Regions from separate parts of the Gossypium hirsutum genome. Here region 1 is linked to region 2. A link is a contact called in public Hi-C data. All regions are on one chromosome and are shown on one strand. Each heading gives the region's core, a stretch centred on a gene start, on an enhancer-like site or on the middle of the called end of the contact. The rest is flanking DNA. Distances are from core to core; before and after follow the strand shown.

What was found. A called contact is a pair of places that touch in the nucleus more often than the background predicts.
Region 1: a contact with region 2 is called in a Hi-C map of leaf, with 2.1 times the contacts expected there. The contact joins the promoter of LOC107915794 here to the promoter of LOC107915786 in region 2. A contact is called at or near these places in 2 of 34 Hi-C or Micro-C datasets (both in leaf).

The regions. Positions count from the first base shown.
Region 1 is chrD10:60,307,644-60,312,734 of Gossypium_hirsutum_v2.1, reverse strand. LOC107915794 (glycine-rich RNA-binding protein RZ1C) reads left to right here and starts at 1,716. Exons shown (of 4, transcript XM_016844981.2): 1 at 1,716-1,845; 2 at 1,976-2,125. The coding sequence starts at 2,015. It overlaps LOC107915796 (protein SEEDLING PLASTID DEVELOPMENT 1), which reads left to right. Exons shown (of 9, transcript XM_016844984.2): 9 at 391-822. The coding sequence ends at 693.
Region 2 is chrD10:59,953,066-59,958,045 of Gossypium_hirsutum_v2.1, reverse strand. LOC107915786 (ras-related protein RABC2a) reads right to left here and starts at 3,116. Exons shown (of 7, transcript XM_041103486.1): 1 at 2,792-3,116; 2 at 1,864-1,932; 3 at 967-1,032; 4 at 550-671; 5 at 298-426; 6 at 55-187. The coding sequence starts at 2,948. The coding sequence ends at 74.

The DNA of each region.
Region 1 (5,091 bases), core at 467-2,966, 360 kb before region 2:
ACTAAGTTCTCGGGTGAGGAAACAGAGGAACTGAAACCCACTTGAGTTTTGCCAGTTCTGCTCAATAGCTGTTCTCTTAAGCTTATATGAACCGTAGCATGCCCGGTAAAGAAACCTCCAGTGACCTCTGCATCTCTGTTTTCTCAAGAACCCTAACCTCGACCTGACTGCTCAGAAACAGCTTATTCAACTTATCATCGAAGAACATCAACAATAAGCTTTACTTCTAGGCTAAATAGTACTGTTGCAACTTCCTAATTCCAGAATATAATTAAACGCTGCTCTTATCATGTTTAATCAAATCATTTCTGCTCAAACATCATTGAACGAACTGCGATCCACAAGTAACAAAGCTCTTGTTAACCGACAGCTCTCTTTGTTTTCTTGTAGGAGGTTCGTCTGGCGATCGAGTATATCGTCATTCCCGGTGGTGAACCAGTGGAGCTTCTCCCGAGATGTTCCGAAATAATTGCCCGTCAACTTGAGCTTGTCAAAAGCTATCAGTTGGATGCAGAGAACTCAGGTACTGAGCTTAACCCAAGGTTGCAAATTCTTCCTCATAGATTGAACAAAAAGGTATCATCAAAATCCCAGAAAACTACATCAAATTTACGAAACGAAACCGGCTCAAAGCCCCTAACTGATAGCTGTGGAGGAACAAGTGTTACTAGGCTTCCCTTCCTGCCTGAATAACATGATTTCAATCATATGAATCATTGATTGATACAATGCTCAAATTCCTGTACAGTTTATTTGTAGGTTATGTATCTCACGATGTAATTATTTTACATTATAAAATGTGAAATTGTATTATAATTTTAATGCCATTTATTATCATTTCTTTCTCAATGAAAGGCATTCCTTTTACACAAGGATAAAAATTGGGAGTGAAGGTCAAACCGATGACGCAACCGATATAAACCGTCGTCCGATCCGGTTGGTTGTATCGGCTTGTTCAATTAAAGAAGATTATATATTAAATAGGAGATAAATGCAATAAATAATTAATAAAAATTTTGGTGTGAATTTTAATATAAAATTGAAGAGGTTAAATGTTATAATAATTTAAATATTGCAGAAATTATCAAATAAATTTAAAAATATATTTTTACAATTTAATCCAATATAACCAAATCAATGCTTCGACTTTTAATTTTTCGGTCATATTTGATCTTTTTGGGATAATACCTAGAATTATTCATAATTCTTCTTCAACCTGAAAACAATTTGTTTCAACGCACTCAAACTCATGTTCTCCTGCATTGACAACAATGTCCATACTGATCGAGTTAAAACTAAAATTGAAAATTAGGATTGTAATTTTGGTTCCACAACGATATTTCTTTATTTTCTATGAACATATATATTTATTAAAATAAGAAGAAAGACTGAAAGTGACAAATAGAAAGATTAACTAAAAATCTATTAAAATAATAAAATAAAAATATTCAAGGGATATTGAAGTAATAAAAATACATTTTAGTATCACTAGAAATTTAATTTTATTATTATGAAAATTAATTTTTAAAAATTTAAAAAATAATAAATTTATTCTCAAAACATATTTTTAGTAGATATTTAAGAAATTTAAAAGATAATTAAAAGTTATGAATTTTTTTTTATGTGGCAAAATTTTCTTTCAATTATTAATAGGCCAATCCAGAATATAAAGGCCCAATCTTTCGCTTACAAGTATTGTACCATAAGGCCCATTTTCCCCAAGGTACAACAACCGATCAGCTTAAAATTTTTCACGTGTCTCTAGAAATTATCTAGGGTTTCTCTCTCATAAAAATACCAAAAAGAAAAAAAAAATCACTCAGCCCCGGAGCCAAGAGAAAAGAGGTAAACAACAAAAATTAATTTTTTTTCCCTTCTTTTTTCTTTTCCTGGAAAAGTTAGGAATTTTCTCAGGACACATATAAAGATTTTAGCTTTTTAACTTGTTTTGGGTTTTATTTTCTCTCATCTGCAGGTTTTTGAAGAAGAAAGAAAGAAAATTATATGTGAAAGTATGGCGGGGAAAGAAGAGAATCGAATATTTGTGGGAGGTTTGTCATGGGATGTCACTGAACGACAGCTTGAGCATGCGTTTAGTCCATTTGGCAAAATCCTTGAATCTCAGGTTACCCTTTTTTTTTTTGTGCTTCAAATAATAAACTGTTTTTTTATTATTGGGTTTTCCCCTTTTCATGTTATGTTCGGTTCAGTGGTGGATCTTGACATTGAGTTTTTAGGTTGCCAATATATATCTGACTATATATACTATAATATTATTTATGCTTTCTTTATTCTTTTCTAGTATATATGTTTAGGCCATAGAAAGCAAAAGAGATACTTATTTAGTTAACTAAATAAAAACAGGCTAGTGAATGGGAAAAAGGGTTGTTGATTTGCCTTCAACTTGGTTGAATATTGTATGCTTTAAGCAAGTGTTTTTTTTTTTTGGGTTATATTTACTTTGTTTTGAATGTGTTCACTAGCACTGGATTTAAAGAAAAAAAAAGATTGGGTCAAATTATTGATAAGGGAACCTTATGTTAAGACCTTATTGACATTATTCAACAATATTTTGTAATTTTAATGTTCTTTTTCTGGAAGGTGGTTGTCATGTTAAATTCTCTATGGCTCTTTATGCATGCACTGGTACTAGTCTCTTATCTATATTTTAGAACGTCATTGCTAACAGAGACTGCTTTTATATATCAATAGTAGAATTTGTTTTACAAGCATATATGATATTAGGCTTATAAATAATTTGTTCAGTTTGCTTTTGTTTCTCTTTTCTTCATCAAATTAATTTTTCTTGTTTCTTTTCTTGTTGAAATGCTGTAAAAATATTTTGACATGCTGTGGATGGGTTTTTTAAGAAGTGCTTTTGGTCAGGGTGACTGCATCAAGTTGAAGTGCAAAGTCATCTCTGTACATAATGTTCAAGCAGAAAGTATTTATTTAAGGGGTATGATTAATGAAGGGAGCTGAAGTTAAAACTGATTATTTTAAACTATGTTGTGGATAAACAGTTTTGCTTGGATTAAAGGGTCCATGCATGAAGGCACAAGCCATGAGTTTTTTTGCATTATTTGTGAAATTTACTTTTGATGAGCCTGAAATGACTGTCTAAAGAAATATGGATTGTTTCTTAAGTGGCTGTTTGTGGTAAGCATCACACGGAAGCTTTTGTGAAGTCAGTGCCAGAAAGTTTTATGGCAATACCATTGTTTTCTTTCTCATGGACAACAAATGAGTAATGATTTGTGTCATTTTTCCTTCCAAGAGGACCAGAGTTTTGTCAAGATGTCTTTTGCTTTGCTAGGGTATGTGGAAGCATTTCTAGACCTTTCTTAGTTGTCAAGTCCTTGTGGAGCTTTACATTGCTGTACAATTCTCTCGTTCATAACCTCTTTTGTTTGGAGTGTGCTTGTGTGGTGCCACATTTGTCTCTACACTTTAGCGTACAGTTTTCCAGGCCATTATGTTCCAAATGATGGCAAGGAGCAGCTTTGTATCCTCATGCGTGATTATGTTTTTTTCTTTCCTGAGGCCAGAGATACATGGTTTTGAATGGGATTGACAGCAATGTATCTGCTGATGTGGTTTGCCAATGGTGGAAGATCCAGTTTTTGGCCTTATTTCGAGATTTCTTTTTTGATTTTCTTTGAATACCTCAATTGATTCTGAATAGAAACGTTCAGTACCAGATTAGTTGTGTGCCTGTTTTCCGTTGGACTATTGATGCAGTTGTGTAAATTTTCCTGTCATCTAATATTCTAAACTAGTCTGAAAGTGAGGTCGCATCAGTTTGCAGACTTGGTCCTTGGGTGTTCGTATATCAAGTTCAAATGTCATTCTTTCATGCTTCTATCACCATTCAGCCAAAATTTAGCAAGCCCCAAGTTGTTCTTTTTCTCATGTCTGTGATGAAAATCCTTAGGAACTTGAAATTGTTGTTCTTTTTACTGGGACTGCGTCTGTACGGCAGATAATAGAGCACTCGGAGCACTATGTTTTGATACACATAGCATTATATTGACTGTATTATCTCCCTCAGCTTTACGACGAGAGCCTGTTCGAAGTTATCCACTTGTTTTTACCCAGAATGCTGAAACTATAGGATATTGGACTCACTACTTGTGGCAGTTAGCTGAACCAGCTTTTAACTACTAAACCGATGCACATGGACATGAGAAATACATTATTTTAGTATATATTATATCCACAATTTCTAACTTCACCAGGATATGAATTTCTTTGAACTTCATGGTGACTGGAGCAGTTATTCTCTTGATTTTGATAAGTTCTGGTAGTGTGATCATGCATCATTGATTCTTTTGGCATTTCTGCTGACTGAATTAGCCAATCCCTAGAAGCAGCTAGTTCTGGGCATGATTCCCCACTCGAAGAAACTTGTGGTGAGGCTTGTCTTTTATAGCTTGCAGACAAACCCATTGATATGGAAAATGCTTTTGGCTTGGCAAGGATTGATTTTAGCCCAACGTGGAAACCGTAGTGTTCTATTGTTTGTTAACACTTACTGAGGGTAATGTAAGTTTATAAAGAGGAACAGAGAAACAGAAAAACAGAAAGAAAACCATTTGTTTGACTATATGGAGCTAATAACTTATGCATGAACTCGAATGTTGGATCACATGGGAAATGAGTTCAGGTCAGAGTTCTATTTTATCAGATGAGAAAAAGGGAAATTTTGCAGCATCTTCTGTTCTGTTTTAAGAATCTTTGCAAACATATCAATGCATTACCAACTATAACAAGGAGAAAGTAAGTTATGCTTCATTGTTTTTTCTCCCTTACTATTTGTACAAATTGTGCAGACCATGATTTTGAAGTCCCTTTATTTCATTTCCATAGATGAAAGTTGATATATTTTATGAATTTTACGATTTTCCCTGTAATGCCATGCTCCTTTCAACATCTTTCTTTTTATAATAAAATTGAACTATTTGGTGATATCATTAATTGAGGCACAGTAGTTCAGAGGCAATTGTCTAGAGTGATATTTTTCAAATTTATTAAATGTCTCAAGCTGCATGGCATGAATTCACCACGTACACTTAATCTTTTCTGCAGGGA
Region 2 (4,980 bases), core at 1,867-4,366:
CTGTTGTGGAACTTTCTATATGTAGTGGTGTAATATTATTGTGTATGATTATACCTCCAGTGTTGAAGAATGTTCATTGAAAGCAGCAGGTATTGCTTTCGGGTGGTTTCCGTACTTGTTTCTGCTGCAAAATCTGTTTCTTGACCGCCGTCGATCCTTTCTCCAATAAAGTAGGTACCTCGAGAATCTGTGAACCGATAGAATGCATTAGCATAGGTCACAACCAAGCTTCCAACATGGACTCGAAATTGCTCGGTGAGCATCATCGTATATAATAGTTCTCCATCAGGTAATTACCTTTAAAACGAGATCTTTAAAGCATTGATGCACATTTGCTCTGGTTCTAGCACTGCATTCGAGAAAAGAACATTTAAGCTGCTGCGCAAGAGCCATACCCTCTTCTTGAGTTACAGCCCTTTCACTGTCCTGAAAATGGCACATTTCTATTTCATAAGAACAAGATATATATTCGATTAAGCATCTTTTACCTAGTAAAAGAATAACCAAGCACTGCCTTATTCCGATGATTAACAATTTTATAGGGCTTACCCTGTCAACTTTGTTGCCAACCAGAACTTTGATACACTCTTGATTAGTGGAGTAGAGCTCGACTTCCTTTGCCCAAACTTCAGATAAGTTGGTGAAGGTTTCACGCCGAGTCACGTCATATACTTCAAAATAACAAAGAAAAAAGGGTTTAAGTTCCCGTAATTTAGCTATGCAAGCAGGAATGGCATCATAATAGCCCTCACAAATATTAGTAATACATCTATTTCGACCATATGATGATTAAAGATCCCCGGCATGCATAATCGTAATGACAAATACCACATAAAGAATGGTTCAAAGTTCTTGTAGTTTGCCCAATGCATAAACTACGAAGTATCATCCATTGACATATATTCAGCAAAATAAAATCAGTAACAAATATTCAGGACTAAATGTTTTAAATTTGCAAGGACATACCAAGGATAATCCCGTGTGCACCCCTATAGTACGAGCTAGTTAATGTTCCAAATCTCTCCTGACCAGCTGCAATAGGTAAAAGATACAATTAAAATGAGAACTAGGTGCATGTAAGTTGCGAGCTCTGATTCCGTAGCAAAAGAAGTGATGTAGAACAAAATCTGGAAGAACTTCTCCATCATTAGGTTACTCTAAGAAATAAAATTATACCGAACAACAAGGATCATGTCAGATGATTCTTTTTCTTCTAATGGAAAGTACGGAAGATATATCCGAGCTTAAAGGCTAAGCTTCTGATGTACTTGTTATCGGGAAGAAAATAAATTTTGGTACTGCTGTAAATGTTGTGAGGATGCAATAATCCCGATGCAATTACTGCTGAAGCATACGCGACTGATCTTCTGCTCATGGGAGTGAAGATAGCATTGATGACTGCATATTTTAGGGGATGGTATGCTTGCTCTTTCACTGGATAACAAGTACATCAGTTTCAGAAATTGTAGGCCTGGATGTCCTTTTTCATGCAACTTAATAAGCTTTCTTTGGCCACCTTAGAAGCATTCATTAGATTTTATCACTCTTTAAGGGACATTTGCTATCCTACTAGTATCATTCAGCAATATGTTCGGCCTTAACTTCCGAAAGTAAATACTCAAACACATTCTTAAACCTTTATTCCGTGTTCTAACAAGGACGAAACCATTACAAACCCCACTTTCTTTCTCTCAATGAAGACTCCAGAGGAGTTCAGCAAAACAAATCAGTAGCATCAACTCCAAGCCTATCGCATGCAAACCACCCGTGCAACTAACAATATACACAAGGGTAACAGCAGAAAAAATATAGGTCCAAGTAAGAACTAGTTGCAAAGTGTTGGCTTTATCATATCAATTTTACCTGTGTCCCAGATTGTAAGTTTCAATCTTTTCCCACCAATTGTGACCATCTTGATTTTGAAATCCACCCCTTGAAAACATTCAAAAGAACTCAATAAAAATATGACATAAAAGCTGAAGATAGAAACAGAGATATTTCTAATGCATGGGACAAGATGATGAACACAAAATACAAAGAAAAGGCATTGCTTTTCCCATGTTAGTTTCCTCTTACCACTACCAAGCCATGCATTTCCTTTCAAACCTTTTTTCTGCTACGACAAAGAAGGGGCCCCAGAGTCCAAACCTAAGTGCAAAAATTTGCTCCAAGGATAATTGAATTAATTTCCATGCCTAAAATTTACAATTATCTACTCAGTTACAAATTTACAATTGCCTATGCTATTATCTGTTCACTGTTCCATCATTGCTAATTAAGCTAGAGCCAGGGACGAATTCCCCAAAACAAAAATCATGCAATTTAGTCCTTTTATAGATAATGAAAATTTAAGTTAATATACGGTAAAATTGCACTTTGACCCCCAAAAAATGAAGAAATTTCTGTTTAGTCCATTCGAAAATGATGAAACCTAAACCATTGAACCTATTTCCTGAATAATATAAGGCTAAACTTAACAATTAACATAACTACTTGGAAAGAATTTTAGCTTAAATGAAAGGAAGTTGGTTGGTTCATTGTTTTTCCCTCATCTTAACTCCCTAAACAATTGAAAAACAAAAAAAAGTATTCCTTTTAATCCCTTTTCCTCAATCCTTTCCCAACCCAATACATAAAAACAACCCTTTCTAAAATTATTGTCAAAAAAAGTTTTGAAAAATTCAAAGCAAATTCTGGGTGTGAATTCCAAAGGCAAAAACCAACAAGCAAAATACAAAATGATGGCAAAAATACAAAATAAAGGAGTCGAAAGAGAGAGTAGAGGAGTTACCTATGGTGGGAGAAAGATCATGAACAAAGTTAGAGATGAAAGTAACAAGTAAACTACTTTTGCCAACTCCAGAATCACCAATCAATAATATCTTAAATGAATAGTCACAGTTGTTGTTCCCTCCTCCCTTTGAAGAAGAAGAAGAAGAACCCAACATTTTTTTTTTCTCAGGTACAACAAATAAAAAACTTAATCTCCTTTTGTTCTTCTCTGATAATCAACAACCAGAAAAAAGAAAGTAAAAATATTTTGAATGAAATAAGGAAATTTCCTCAGGTAGTAGTAGACAATAGATAGAGACAATGGTGGGGTTGGCGGGGAGTGTTTCTTAATAATTTTGTTCTTCTTTTCTTTCAAATATATAATTTTGTTTTTTCTTTTGCTTATTTTTTTAAGTACGGATTTTTTTTAAACAAAAAAAATATTATTTTTAAATATTTATTTTTTAATTATTATACCCGTTTATAATACTTATCAATTTCTTCATGACCTATGTATCAAATATCATTCCTTAAATAAAAGAATAATATGCTTCAACGCACTCAAACGCACATTTTCTTACCTTTACAATATCATCGTCGGCTAAATGTAAATGTTAAAGCATATATAAAATATGGATTATTTTAAAATTAGACATCAATTTAGACTTTAATCTGTTTTATAAATTTTTATAATATATATAATAAAATTGATTTAGGTAAAGCATGATTTTCCGGGTTGTCATTGTTCCACGCTCCCCCCTCGCAGGTGTAATATGTGGGCTCCCCATTTAGATTGCTTTGCAAATATCACTTAATTTAAAAAAAAAAAAAATCTGTGGCCGGATTTTTGGCATTTAATAATTTTGTCTTCACCTCGGTTAAATTTTGCTTGTCTCAACGGAACTCTTCATAGTTTTTTTTTTCTCAAAACCCTTTCCAGGGACTAAATTTAAATTTTATGATAAATATAAGGATTTTTAGCATATTTTAATCTTTTAAATATCTTCTATCTTTAACTAAAATCTTTTAAAGAATTTACTTTTAATATTTAAAATAAGTAAAATATTTTACTATATTTAAATTTAATTAATCTATACTCTCTTTTTTTTAAATTGGTATCACGAATAAATCAGACACTAACTAAATTATGAAAACATTAAAATATCCTCTCATATATAAATTAAGTTATATTTTAAATGAGGATGTTTTTGTTTTTTATATAATAAATTGATAAAAAATTGATTAGAATGAGATCTAAACTCGTAACATCATATATAAAAAATAGTTAACTTTATCCGTATAACCGAAACATTGATTGAACTTTTTTAAATAAATTTTTAATAATATATCTATTATATAATTTTTCACTCACATTGCAAATATCCATTAATTTAATTGTACCTATGTCAACAACAACCATGGTTCTTTTTTTATTATTATTTCTAAAGGAAATTTCACCTAAACAAAAGTACAAACACTTGATGTGCATGGTAAAAATATTATAGAGATTTCATTGTATTATTTAAAAAATGAATAAATTTATTTTTGTATATTAGATCAAAAGATAAGCTCATAATTTCATAAATTTTCATTGTTAAAAATTGATGTGGTTGACAAAATAAGCAGACAACTATATGTACCTCATTCTGACATACAATGATAAATTTTTAATATAGAAATTGATGGAATTTTTAACCAAAAGGACTAATTTGCTCTTTAATCTAACATATAAGAACCACTTTACCTATTTTGTCAATAAAAAAAGATAAAATATAATTTAACTCCTACTATAAAAACTTTTATAATACCTTTCCACGAGCACCTGGAGCGTGCCATAGAAGAGCTATTGCCCCAATTTCAATATTAAAAAGGTAGGGGAATTTTAAATTGACTTAATTATAAATTTGATCACTAACGTTTGTATGTTTTGTCAAAATGATATTAATTGTATTTTTGAGCTTTTTATGCTATCAACTTTTGATTTTTTTTTCAAACTACTGTTTCTAACAGATTTAATGAATAAATTCAATGTTTCAATCTTTCTTTTCAAAAGGTTTTAATTTTTCATAAGTTTGTTTACTAATAGGTTTTTCTATTGAATTAATTTTTTTAGATAATTATGTTTATTTTCGAGTTATTTTTTAAAAATTTCATGTATTATTTATTTTATTATTTTTCAGATGTAATTATCTCATAGGGTTATTTAAA